Regions from separate parts of the Manis pentadactyla genome. Here region 2 is linked to region 1. Evidence: chromatin contacts called from public Hi-C data. All regions are on one chromosome and are shown on one strand. Each heading gives the region's core, a stretch centred on a gene start, on an enhancer-like site or on the middle of the called end of the contact. The rest is flanking DNA. Distances are from core to core; before and after follow the strand shown.

The links. Hi-C and Micro-C count contacts between places; a contact is called where the count stands out from the background.
Region 2: a Hi-C map of skin fibroblasts shows a contact between it and region 1, with 5 times the contacts expected there. The contact joins the promoter of LOC118918356 here to the promoter of AIMP2 in region 1. A contact is called at or near these places in 2 of 3 Hi-C or Micro-C datasets (fibroblasts and skin fibroblasts).

The regions. Positions count from the first base shown.
Region 1 is chr10:99,130,104-99,137,060 of mManPen7.hap1, reverse strand. It overlaps AIMP2 (aminoacyl tRNA synthetase complex interacting multifunctional protein 2), which reads right to left and starts at 1,695. Exons shown (of 4, transcript XM_036897082.2): 1 at 1,439-1,695. The coding sequence starts at 1,573. It overlaps PMS2 (PMS1 homolog 2, mismatch repair system component), which reads left to right and starts at 1,736. Exons shown (of 15, transcript XM_036897077.2): 1 at 1,736-1,940; 2 at 3,623-3,762; 3 at 4,399-4,485; 4 at 4,657-4,759; 5 at 5,496-5,679. The coding sequence starts at 1,918.
Region 2 is chr10:99,449,400-99,456,234 of mManPen7.hap1, reverse strand. It overlaps LOC118918356 (small integral membrane protein 10-like protein 2A), which reads left to right and starts at 4,611. Exons shown (of 2, transcript XM_036897087.2): 1 at 4,611-5,084. The coding sequence starts at 4,899. LOC130679175 (a long non-coding RNA gene) reads right to left here. Exons shown (of 3, transcript XR_008992235.1): 3 at 5,093-6,107.

The sequences.
Region 1 (6,957 bases), core at 446-2,945:
CTGCACAACTGGATCTCACCCCTCTCAGTCTACTCCACTTTTAGTGCTGGCCTATTGTCAGACTAGACTGTGACTTGGCATAGTGTGTTTGACCAGTTGTTTTATGTGTATTTAAATGCAGTTTATTCTTTCTGTTGCTCTCATTTACCCTGGATATGATTGATTTCTAATTATCTGTCGATCCACATTGTTATCATCTGTTAGAAAAGTGGGGCTTGGTGTCTTCCACATTAGTTCACAGTCAAAAGCTAAAGGAAGTTAAGCAGCAGACTGGAAAAAAAAGGACTTGGTCTCAGATGAGATGTGACATTCTCCACTCTGGGTTTTCTTTAAAGGTTCCACGGGGACTGTCCAGTGGAGGGGCACTGAACCACACCTGCTACTGTCTGAGCTCTGTAGTGGGACAACAACTACATCATTTGGTTCAAAACTAATCTAACCACCTCCCTTCCAATCAGGAGAAAGCTATCAAGACAGTGAAGGATAACACCCAGTAGGAAAACGAACCCCAAAAGTAACCTGTGCACTCATCTTCAGTCAGAATGTACAGAGGTGTCTCCCGCGGGAAACCTAAGATGCCTATTTTCATCAAGTGGAAAGGCTTGAGCAGATACTTTCCAAGAGGCTATCAAAATGGCCCATAAACATAAAAGTGCGCTCAACTGATTTAGACGTCTGGAAAATCTGAACTAAAGCTACATCAGGATACCAGTACACACCTATTTGATTCAGGCAGGTGTTAGCACCAGAACGTGCTGAGAGCAGAGGCCGGTATGACCGCGCTGGAGAGCATTGTGCACAGCGGAAGCCAGACCAGCCCCCTGGGCTCAGGTACACCCTAGGGCTACTGGGATACAAGCCTGTTCCCTGCAGTTTTCCTAACAGCATCAAATGGGAAAGCGACGGACGCGTTTGAGCTCAGCAGGTAACCCGCGCAGCGCTCCGGCCGCAGGCTCGATTCCGAGCAGAGAGGTTCTTGATTGCGGTGTGGAGACGCGACAGGCCGGGCGCACTCGACACGGCCCGACCCGACCTGGTGGATCCGACTCAGCTCGGCCTCAGCTCGCATCCGGAGCTGGGCGCGGCAACCACTCAGGTTGGGGCCTCCGGTGACACGCAACGGGTGCGCGCCGACCACCTGTCAACCTGGGGGGTGGTGATAGTGAGCTCGCCATAAATTCCACAAACGAGTATTTACGTGCTTTCCACTTTCCTGTGGGTAAAACTTCGTAACAAGCAAACTTAATACAGTCAGTCGGAACTAGCGGGCGCATGGGGCGCTCGTCTGACAGCTCGGGTCACCCTGCAGATACCCGGACGTCAGTCCACGCAGTCCCACTAGCCGGCAATGGCGCCTGCGCACTGGGAGAGCTTCGGGTCTTCGCGCATGCGCACTGATCGGACAGCCGCGGGTGGGGCAGGGGCCGCGTGTTCCTACCTGCACGTGGCCCGCGTTCGGCGCAGGGCTGCCGGTCCTGCCGTGCACGTTGGGGAGCCGGTACATGCAGGTGGGAAGCTCTACACGGAGCGATGTACCGCCCCCGTGATACGGCTTTACCTGATACATCGGCATCGTGGGACCCAAAGGAGCGAAGGTAGCGAGTGAATGAACGAACGCTCAAAAACCGTCCTGCACCACGACACACTGCGGCCACTTCCTTTCCGACCCGGCTGCTGGCGTTCGGGAGAGCGCAGTCCCTGTGCTCTAATTGGTCCAGGCTCTCGTGACGTTATGGCCGCGACCTTGCATACAACCAATCAGCGAGAAGTAGATGGGAAACGTTCGCCCTTCCCCACCCGGAAGGGGCCGGGCACAGCATCCGGAGCGGCCAGGGGGCGGCCAGGAGGCGGGGCCCCGTGGGGGCGGTGGCGGAGGCGTCTGTCGCGAGTCCCGGAGGCGGGTCCGGTTCTGGATCCATGGAGCGAGCCGCGGGGCCGAGGTAAGCTGTGCTCGCAGTATCCTCTCGTCGTCACCCTCTAGGCTCGCGACGTGCTGCATCCCTGCGGCAGAAGGGAAAGTGGCGTGAGCAAGCCCACGGACCGAGGCCCGGGTAGGGGCTCCGCCCCGCCGCCAGTTCCTTAGGGGCACTGCGGGGTCGAATCGGCTGGGGCTTCGGCTGACGCCTCACTTCCGCAGGCTGAACGAATTCATTTCCTCTTTGCCTGGTTTCTCTCTTTTTTAAAGTTGAGATTATTTTTGGGGAGGCTGCAAGGTGCATGCTAATTTGCGTAGCCGACCGATCTTACAAATGCAGTCCTCTGTCTCCTGGAGATGGTGATGACCCCGAGTTCGGGGTCGCGAATCTTTGGCTGGCGCTGTTGTATTCGACGTCAGATTCCTTAACCCAAATTCGCGATCTGGGTTTAAATGTTTTATCTCCATTCCTCTAAATAAATACCAGAAATGGACTTGTAGCCTATGGTCTGTTGCCAAATAAATAATTCCTGGAGATACTTACATTTTATGGGGTGTCATCCGCAGTTTTCACATTTAAGAAAACTTGAGTGCAATTCTTTGCAAGGTAGAATGAAGAGTAAAGATGTTTGTTCCTTTATCTTACGAGGGTTTATGGAGGGTCTACCGTCTGTTAGGTGCTGTGGTTTATTGAGGGTCTACCGTCTGTTAGGTGCCCGAAGATTTCTCTCCCAGGGAAGCTCCTGGGTTCTGTTATACCCAAGATGTCAATTAAGCCGTTTACTAGAAATTGCTGAATTAGTGAACATATGGAATACATTCTTGTGACGAGCAGGAGTTTGCCAGGTAGGGGAGGAAGAGGGGATAGGTCTATACAGAGACCTGTATAGATAAGGTACAGTGTCTGCAAGAGCTTGTGGTGTTCCGGAAACTGTTGTTGGCAGTGACCAGAATGTAGGGGAATTGGCAGAGGGAGGGCTGGAGAGAATGAGAAAATAAGGTAGGTTGGGGTGCAGTTATGACTAGATTTTAAACATCATATAACAAAGTGGGATACTAGTAAGTTTTCAAGAAAAATTACTTGGCCAGATTTGTGATTTCTAAAGTGAATGAGGATAGCATAGTGGGTGGATTGGAGTTGGGAGAAGGTGGAGAAAATGGGTTGGAAAACTCTTAAAGCAGGTACAGTAAGAGCTTTGAGGGCCTTTGTTAAGGCAGCAGTCGGCAGCCTGAGTTTGGAGTGGGTATTCAAAGGCAAATGCAGGTATTAGGTATATAACTGGTACCCAGTTTCTTAGATGGTTTTGAATTTGACATAAACACTGTGTATTTCCCACCAGAATTCTTGGTTTTCAAATCGTGTGAGAAATGTTAGCTTTCACTTTTCAAGGAAGATCCCACTGGTGCAAAAGATTATTGATGCGCAGCTTGAGAGGTACATGGGTCTCCTGCATGTAAATCCAAGTATAATTAGATTTTTAAATATTATATTCAAAATCTCCATTCAGAAGATTTTTTGAACGATGGTTAAGCATTGTAGAATAGCATTTATATTTATGAATATAATACATGGATATGTTGATATAATAAGTGAACTCACTTATTAGACACAATATCTATTAACAGAGGTGAACCATTTGCCACAGTTAAAACCAGGATAGAAATTCATGAATGCCTTCTTGCTTTATTCCTTGTTGCTTTTTTTAGCACGGAACTTGCCAAGGCCATCAAACCTATTGATCGGAGGTCAGTCCATCAGATTTGTTCTGGGCAAGTGGTACTGAGTTTAAGCACTGCTGTAAAGGAGTTGGTAGAAAACAGTGTGGATGCTGGTGCCACTAATATTGGTAAGTTTGGGAGAGTTTTAAGCCACAGAAAATAATTAGTTTATGTTACTTTATTTCAGGAAATATTTGTTACTGTATCAAGACAATCAAGTGTTGGTATTCTGAGAAATGATTTTTTTTAAACTTAAATCTAGACCTGTTATGTGCCTAGTATTTAGCTCAGTGGTAATAATAATAATAATAGCAGTTATTAACTTTTATTGTGTTCTTACTGTGTGCCAGGGAGGCATTGTGCTACTAACAGTAGGTGGAATACCTTATTTGATCTGCAGATAACTTAATGAGATAGGAATTATTATTACGACCTCCATTTTACAAATGAGGAAGCTAAGACACAGTCTCTACTTTTCTTTGAGGTTATAAAGCTAGTAAAGTGTAATTCCAAAAAGTCTGATTCCAGAATTTGTTCTCTTTAATGACTGTGTTAAAATGATCCTTTTCAAAGAGAGATCCTATTTTATCTGAGCTAGTAAATAGCCAAGAAGGACTTTAAAAAGAAAATGTACAAAATGACAGTAGTACATGTAAGTAAATATAGTTATGGTTAAAATTTGCATTATGAATTTTAGGCATTGTCAATATAAAGGCTTTTCCATGGATCAAGTCTTTGAGTAATAAACATTTTAAACTTTCTAGATATAAGGCTTAAAGACTATGGGGTGGATCTCATTGAAGTTTCAGACAATGGAAGTGGGGTGGAAGAAGCAAACTTTGAAGGCTTAAGTAAGTTGCATTTTTCTAATCCTTTTAAAAAATATTTGGGCAGAATTTTGAGTAACCATCTTAGGAAGCACAAAAGCAGCTTTTTAAGACCAGTTACTTGGTCGTTACTGTGTATATTCATTGCTATGTCAGTTGAGATATCTTGGGCCTTGCTTTACACCTCTCTTTCAGCCCTGAAACACCACACTTCTAAGATTCAAGACTTTGCTGACCTAACTCAGGTTGAAACTTTTGGCTTTCGGGGGGAAGCTCTGAGCTCGCTTTGTGCACTGAGGTAATGCAATATTTTTTTCTGCTAACTGTACTCCTTATAAACTCTCTGAAAATTAAAAAGTATAATTAGAACGATTGTTGTTTACACTGTTCTATCTGCATGTCTCTGCTTTTAACTTCTGCGTTCTGTTTTAGCTCACTACCGACATAAGTGGTAGTACTTCTGAAATGTAAGCAATGAATGAAATGAAGCAAATTGTTACCCTTAATAAAGCAGGTGATTTCTCAGTTTTAAAATTGCACATAGATAATGCGTTATAGATGCTATTGATTTTAATTTACTTCAATGTTTAGGAAAATACTTAATTGCAGGGCTCCTGTAATGACACAATAGATTCTAAATTTTTATGAATAATTACCTATAATATTTGAACTGTAGTATCTTTTGAATCCTTTTTAAAAGTGTTTTTAGAACAGTAGTAACAGCAGTGGGAAATATTCTTTATTTGTGAATATACATGTCAAGACCTTTTAGTGTTTTGCAGTTTAACAACAAAATAAACATCAAAGCTCTTATCAAAGCAAAGCTTTTGTAGGACTCTGCCTCACTATCTATTAGGTGCCAAACCTTAGATTTTATGGTGACTCTTCAACCATTTAAACTCTCTCTAATATCTCAGAAAGATCATCATCTTTTTAGGAGCTTTCTGAGAGAAGGGAAGTGCGAAAAGGAGCATGTAATGTCCAGCACCTGGGGATCTCTAATTGACCGTGCTGTGCCTGGCCCTCTCTTACAGTGATGTAACTATTTCTACTTGCCACACATCTGCCAAGGTTGGGACTCGACTGGTGTTTGATCACAATGGGAAAATTGTCCAGAAAACCCCCCATCCACGGCCCAGTGGAACAACGGTCAGTGTACAGCAACTATTTTATACACTGCCTGTTCGCCATAAGGAGTTTCAAAGGAACATTAAAAAGGTACTGTAAATTTTGGATCCTCATTTCCAAGGCCAGTGATAGTGTGATATACGTATGTAGTGAAAGATCTGCTACAGTGAATAACTCTTCAGTTGGTTTTCTTCCTTTTAGTTTTGGAGGAGTGCTTGATTTGCTCTTCCCCTTAAAGACTTTTTAACTGTAGGATGACTTACCTTTTACTTTTCTTGGGAAAAATCGTCAAATCATGTTTATTAGGTGTTCTCATATGGGAAATGAGGCCTTTAATAAGATTTTTTTATAAGATTATTTTTCTTGGTTTCTTAAAAAATGAATTATTGCAACTTCCATGAATTTGAATGAAAATGAAACAGCTAAATGTTAGATAATCATTGGGTTTAAAAAACAGTTATAAACTGTGTGTATATGTATATATATACATGTATGTATACTTACATACAGGCACATCTCAGAGATAGGTTCGGTTCCAGACCACCCCCATACAATGAGTCAAATGAATTTTTTTGGTTTCCCAGTGCTTTACATTATACTATAGCCTATTAAGTGTGCAATAGCATTATGTCTAAAAAAAATGGACTAACATTAATTAAATCTGAGCTTTCAGCCAGTCATAATCTTTTTGTAGGTGGCCTCAATGTTCCTGGTTCAGTATTTCTGGCTGCTGACTGATCAGGGTGGTGCTGCTGAAGGTTGGGGTGGCTGTGGTATTTTCTTAAAATAGGACAATGAAGTTTGCCATGTTGGTTGGCTCTTCCTTTCACTTGAATACTTAAGAGGCCATTGTAGGGTAATTAATTGGCCTTATTTGAATACTGCTGTGTCTCAGGGAATAGAGAGGCCCAAGGAGACGGGGAGAGAAGGGGGAAAGGCCAGCTGGTGGAGTAGTCGAAACATATACACATTTATGGATTAAGCTCACTGTCTTATATGGGTGCAGTTCGTGGCACCCCAGAACAGTTACAATAGGAGCATCAAAATCACTGATCACAGATGACCATGATGAATATAATCATAATGAAAATATTTGAAATATTGCAAGAATTACCAAAGTGTGACACAGACCCAAAGAGAGCAAATGGTGTTGGAAAAATGGCACCAACAGACCTGCTCAACTCAGGGTTGCCACAAAACTTCAATTTGTGAAAGATGCAGTATCTGCGAAGTATAATAAAATGAGGTGTGCCTGTGTATGCATACTATATGTTTTTCCAGAATTTCCAGACTCCTTTTAGTTTAATCTATTTATAAATCTTGGGGGAAAAATGTCGATAAATAAGTTAATTGATATAATAAAGTAAC
Region 2 (6,835 bases), core at 3,362-5,861, 320 kb before region 1:
GCTAGGAAACACCACATACATGCTCATACTTAAAGATAAATCCATAGGAGTTTCCACCATACCTCCAATTCAAATTCAGGATTATAGCGTTTTTATTTAACTTCCTCAAGCTTCTGTGGGCAGCCCCCTTCCTCTCACGCAGAAGTCCTTGTTCTCAGTGACACCAACCTAATCATTCATTGCAATACCAACACAGCAGTTCCAGAATAACAATACCACCACCACCACCAATGTGATTGCTGAGAACACTTTGGGAGTTCATTGAAATTTTTGACATTTTTTGAACAAGCCACTGTTGTCATGTTTTGTGGAATGTTTCCATTTTGTGTGTTACGCCACCAGCTGGATACACAGGTTCATTTGCTTTGTTTTGCTTTTGGGCTTTAGGGATTTGAAATTTTTTTAGTTTTGTTTTATAGCTGTGTAAAATATTTACCTGGTTCCAAACTCAAGTTCTACAAAATGACTTACATTCAGAGAAATATAGCTTTTATCTCTCCATTTTTTATCCCTATTCCTTCCCTCTCATTACAGGAAACAACTTTAAAACAAATTTATGGCTACACTTATGGTGAGCATTTAATAATGTAAATAATTGATGAATTGCTAAGTTGTTCTTCTGAAACCAATATCATATTGTACATAAACTATATTTAAACTTTTAAAAGTGATTAAAAAATTATAAAACCCCCAAATTTTTGGTTTATCCTTTTATTTAAGGAATAAACACAGACCGTAGTACAGCATGGAGAATATAGTCAGTGATTCTCTAACATCTTCCTATGTTGACAGGTTGTAAGTGCACTAATATGGGTTAGGATTTAGTAATATGGGTAACTGTTGAACCAATGTGTTGTATACTTGAAACCAATAAAAGATTGTATATCAATGATACTTCAATAAAAAAAGAATAAACACAGACCCCCACCCCCCCACAAATATGTACATATGTGCATACATGTATACATATGTGTATATACATATATACATGGAGTCATCTCCTTTTCTTAGCTAACCTGTGACATGCTATTCATACCTTTGTTCCCCTTACCTTTCACTTAAGACCTTGTTGACCTTGATCTGTTGAAATAATGTGTCAGGTGCAGTGTGGGGAAAATGGAAGTTCTTATGGCCAGGATCCTCACCAGAGCCTAAACTGCTTGATGATGTAATTGGCCTACTGCTAGGCCAGTGCTTCTACACCCGTAGGCAATGAGCTATTATGGGCTGAGTCACTACATAAAGAGCTCTGCCCAGTGCTCTGGGTGGAGGCAGAGACAGAGGTGGATTATGGGCCTGCAGACTACTGGGTATGGATGTGATTCTAGTGCTCAACCTACTGCCCTGATAATAAAGCCAGGTATAAACCCTTTTACCCCAAGAACATTCTGTTGTCATTTCCCAGTCTCACTGAATCCATAGTGAACTTGCCCAAGGCTGAAACCCTCAGGCAATAGTTTGTTCTTTTATTTCAAGAGTAAACACAGAACACTCCCCCCACCACCAAAAAAGATGTATGTATGTGTATATATATATACACATACATACATATATATGTGTGTATATACATATATGCATGTAGTCTCCTTTTCTTAGCTAACCTGTGACATTCTATGCATACTTTTGTCCCCCTTACTTTTTTCAATTAAGACCTTGTTGACCTTGATCTGTTGAAGTGATGTGTCAGGTGCCTGGAAAAAGCCCTTCTGTGGGAAACTGAAAACTTGCCAGTTTCTCAAAATAGCAACTGAGCTGACCTTATTGAATCCACCCAAACCCTCTAGTTCTCCATGGGAATGAGCAAAGGAATAAAATTATTTCTGACCAACATTTTGGGTGGTTTGTGTCCATCCTTTCTTCCTACAGCATAAATAAGTTGTCTCATTGTTCCCAACACTTGTGATCCATCGTTAAACATTGTACACTGTAATGATTACTAATGGGACCCCAGAACTTGTGTTGTAAAGGACCGGACCCAAGGGCTCTGAGTATGAAAATAACTACCACTTCCTGGGTGCCCTCTACATGCTGGGTGCTGTGCATACCTGCGCTCATTTATTTCTCACAAGTGCCCTGTAGGATGGGTGTTCTCATTTTACAGAATCAGGTCATAGGGCTGAGAAGTTGCTGAACCTGGAACTGGTTTGCTTGTACTTTTTTCACCAGGTTAAGTTGAAAAGAAAAGACTGCTATAAACCTCATCTGAGACTCTGCTCTGATGGCAGGAAGACTGTAGGCAAATCACCTGGATGTTACTGATCAATTGTTAAAATTATTTTCCTGTTTTCCTCAGCCTCTTTTCTCCTCCCTTCTCTCATAACCCTTTGTACCTCTATGAAAATACTTTTCACACTGATTTATAATTAGTTTCGTCTCTCTCTCAAATTATAATTAGCAAAATGTCTTCCCAGAGATGCCAGAAAATTAGGGCTGTGTTAAATGTTAAGTCTAAGAGCTAGACTAATTTGCCCAGATGTTCTGTAGCTTCGAACTGGTTAACCTTGATACATATTAAACCTCAAATCTTGTTAACAGTTGCTTCCTGTTCTCTTTGACTTCTCATTGTGTCTAATTACAACAGGCTTCTACCTTGCTCAGTTTAGTTTTGTGGTAATTTTGTTGCCACTGTTTATGGCAACTGAATGGCTTGTAAAAAATGCCTCATTGCCTGAATCGCATTTAGAGACAAAGAAATGAGTAACCAGGGAGAAGATATTTCATATCTCACATGAGGTAGCCCGTCTGGTCTTTCAACATAATTCCAATAAACAGTACTGCCAAGTCTCCACCAGGGAAAATCTTTACAGGCCTAAGAATAAATTTAGCGGATCTGCAAATCTGTTTACATGTTGTCAGACTGACTTTGTTATCTCTCAGCAAATTTTCCACTGAAGATGCTTGCCTTTATTTATCTTTTTCATATTATATATATTTTAATTTTTTATTTTTTATTTTGGTGTCATTAATATACAATCACATGAGTAGCATTGTGGTTACTAGATTCCCCCCATTATCAAGTCACTATACCCATATACCCCATTACAGTCACTGTCCATCAGCATAGTAAGATGCTATCGAGTCATTACTTGTCTTCTCTGTGTTATACTGCCTTCCCTGTGCCCCCGCTACATTATGTGTGCTAATCGTAATGTCCCTTATTCCCCTTATCCCTCCCTTCCCACCCACCGTCTCCAGTCCCTTTCCCTTTGGTAACTGTCAGTCTATTCTTGGGTTCTGTGAGTCTGCTGCTGTTTTGTTCCTTCAGTTTTTTCTTTGTTCTTATACTCCACAGATGAGTGAAATCATTTGGTACTTGTCTTTCTCCGCCTGGCTTATTTCACAGGATGCTCGCCTTTAAAATCTTTAAATTACTTTTCTAAATACTGTTTAGAGAGGAGTTCATTTTGCTTTTTGTGGAGGACAGCTTGAGAAACAATGATAACTGAGCCACATGTGTTCCACAGTCCTCAAACATAGCACCCAGGGGACACTGGAAGGAAAAAACAGCTTACAAAAATAAGGGAAGTGAATTTTTTAATATCAATGATAAATGTGGCAAAACGCTTGCAAAAATAAGGGAAAGTTTTTTGCAAATACTTTGAAAAATATTATTTTAATGATAATAAAACTAGCCAAAAGCTAAAAACTCTGAAATACCTATTTAAAATGGCCTTGGCCTGAGACAGTGGACAATAAATATAGATTCATTGAGTGTCAAAAAATACAATTCTTTTTATACAGTTGATAACTAAAGAAAAATGATAATACTAAATAGTCATAATTGACAATACCACCAACATTCTCTGTGATTCTTGGATTATAGAGAAATAAAATTAATACTTAAAAGTATTTTGAATGAGAATTAATTTCATGGTAGATAATTTTTAAATGACTTTTAAAAATTATTATTATTGCCATTCATTTTGGGGCAAAGGATTTTCACACTTAAATCCATTTTCACACTACTTGCTTTTGCTTTTCATTTTATGAGTGAAACTGTTTTCCCACCCAAATATTCACACTTTCTCATTGGTGGGCAGAAGTAGTGACACAAAATACTTCGCCTTAAAGTAGAAGTAACATATTTACCTTCACACCATGTAAATCTTCACTAGGAACCTACACGTTTAAGTAGGAATGTAAAAACTGTCAGTAACGCCCCCTAAAACTTAAAACACTATTAATTTTTGGGAGTTTAAATACTTTTATTCTTTACATCAGAGGCTTCAGTTAATATCACAATTATTAAAAGATTAAAATTTATATAAGTTAATACTGAACAAGATTGCTTGGAGACCACAAGCAGTCTACGTGGGAGGAATAGTCTTTTTGATGCCAGGAAATCTCTTTGTTTTACATAATTATGGTAAGACCTATATAACATAAAATTTACTATTCTCTTAATTTTTAAGTGTACAGTTCAGCAGCATTAAGAACATTCACTTTACTGTGAGACCCTTCACTCTTCATCACCTCCCTTTGTTTTTATTTTCCTGCATTCCACTAGAGGGCAGACGGAGACAAGGCGTCACCCGCCCTCTCCCGGCCAACCCAACTACGCATGCGCGGCTCACCTGCTAAGGTGACAGGGGCGGGGTCGGAGCGCGCAGGCGCGGCGCTGGATTTGTGACGTCAGGCCGCCCCGCCAGGCTGGGAACGGGCGGCAGCTCTCTAGAGTCGCTTCTCTCCGTGTGAAGTGCCGCCTCCCCTCCCGCGGCCCGCCCGCTTGCCTTGCCGCCGCCTCCCTTGCTCCCTCTACCCGCCGAGCGCGGGCCAGCAGCCCGAGCGGAGGCCCGGGGCGACGAGGCGTGGAGAGGGCGGGCGGGCTTCGGAGCGCCGGGAGGCCCGGGTCTGCGGCCGGTCGGTGCGCGGCGGGCGGGCGGCGGGCGCCGGTCTATATGGCGGCGGCTCTTTCGGGCCTGGCTGTCCGCCTCTCGCGCTCGGCCGCCGCCCGCTCCTATGGGGTCTTCTGTAAGGGGCTGACCCGCACGCTCCTCATCTTCTTCGACCTGGCCTGGCGGCTGCGCATCAACTTCCCCTACCTCTACATCGTGGCTTCCATGATGCTCAACGTCCGTCTGCAGGTGGGTGAGCCGCGCCCGTGCGGCCCCGTCTTCCCACCCTCCGCCGAGCGCCGGAGGCCCCCCGCCGCCGGGCCCGCCTCGCCCGGGACAGTGAAGATGCCCACCGTTGCGGCCAAGCTGGATGCTGAGTGTATGCCGGGCACCGTGCACTCCCTCCGCAGCCCCACGGGGGAAAAACCCTCTGAGATTATTGTTCTCCTCCTTCTGCAAATGGGGGCGCAGAGGAGTTGCTTGCCCTGGCCACGGGCCCGCAGCTGGGGCGTGGGGTGTGCGGAGGGGCGGGTGGATGCTGGCACTGGCCGGAAAGGCCCTGAAGAGGAAATTTCGCCCAGAAAGTCACAAATTGTTGGATTTGCGAGGATGGGTTTGTGGCTGGCTGACAGTTGCCAAACGCTACGAAGCTTTAAAAAAAAAAAAATCCCTGAAGCTTAAAATGGGTTAATTCGTATTAGTGTTTTGATAGCTATATTTTATCCTGTCTGGAGTGATAAGGGGGGTGAGGCAGAGATGAGGGAAAGCGAGGTGGCAGAAGTAGAGAAGCAAAAGGCCTCAGGTTCGCAACAGTTCAAGTGCGGAAGAGTAGACACAGACACGTCCAGCATCCTGGAGAATACCTTTGCTGTAAGTTACTGACATTTCTACGTCCCTTGAATTACAGGTGACTTTTTCTAGAGGCATGAAAAGTTCTCAGATTGAGTTATTCCTCTACAAGTGTGTCATAGATAGTCACATGCCGGGCTCCTGTTGGATTCCATTTACTGATCTTCCAGGGCCTGCTGGGTGCAGGGCTCCGGCCCTGTGATGAGAGAGCTTACAGTAGGACAGTAACACTTTTTAAATGTTGTTCCCTGCTGTGCAAAATGAAGAAGTCTGAGCTGCAGGACCAGACAGCGTTGAGACCACGTGGGTGTCATCCTCCTTTTCCCTCTGGGTTGGTTGTATCAGGATGTAACTGTCCCTGTGCCTGGACCTTCAGGTTTCGGGTGTCTGTCACTGGTGATGGCAGGCCACATAAAACTTTAACTGTTGATCAAAATTGTGTTCAGGGGAGAGAAGATGAACCTGCTTATTTCAGGGTTCAAATTGAGATACCTTAATGTGAGCAAGAGTTTGTGGCATCCGTAAGGTAGTGGTCTAGAAGAGCAGAAAACTCAAATCTTTTCAGCAGGTAGTATGAGTGAATAAGGGGTGCTGGGTGTGAGGATTGGGGTAAACCAGAAAGCCTGTTCTATAGCAGTTGCCACTAAGCCAACTGTCATTTGCCAAATCTAGTGATTTCTGGTTGGAAATCCTGCTAATTTTTAGTTATCAAATTAACTCAAGTTTAAAAGAAAAACTTTGTGCCCCCAAAAAAGTGTCTGTAGGCTATGTTTGACCCTTAACTCCAATTTTGGAATCTCTTTAGAGTTACATTAAAACACTACTGTCATTCATAAAATCACAACTAAGGGAAAACCTAGTACATAAGGTTGCTGAAAATCCACGTTTTGTACCATTAAAAAAAATCACCTTTCTTATATGTCCATTTACCAATTTATGACCACCCCACAGTCTAAGCTACCATAGTCACTCACCTGGATTATATACCATATAATCTTTGGAAAGGTTATTCAGCTACAAATTTCATAGCAAGAAATCTGCACAGTAATGATTGAGTGTAAATGCATTTGGAGGAGGAAAATTGGCCCTGTAATAAGTGTGGTATGGGCTGTCAGGAGAGCTAGATGCATCAGTTCCAAATGCCCATAATG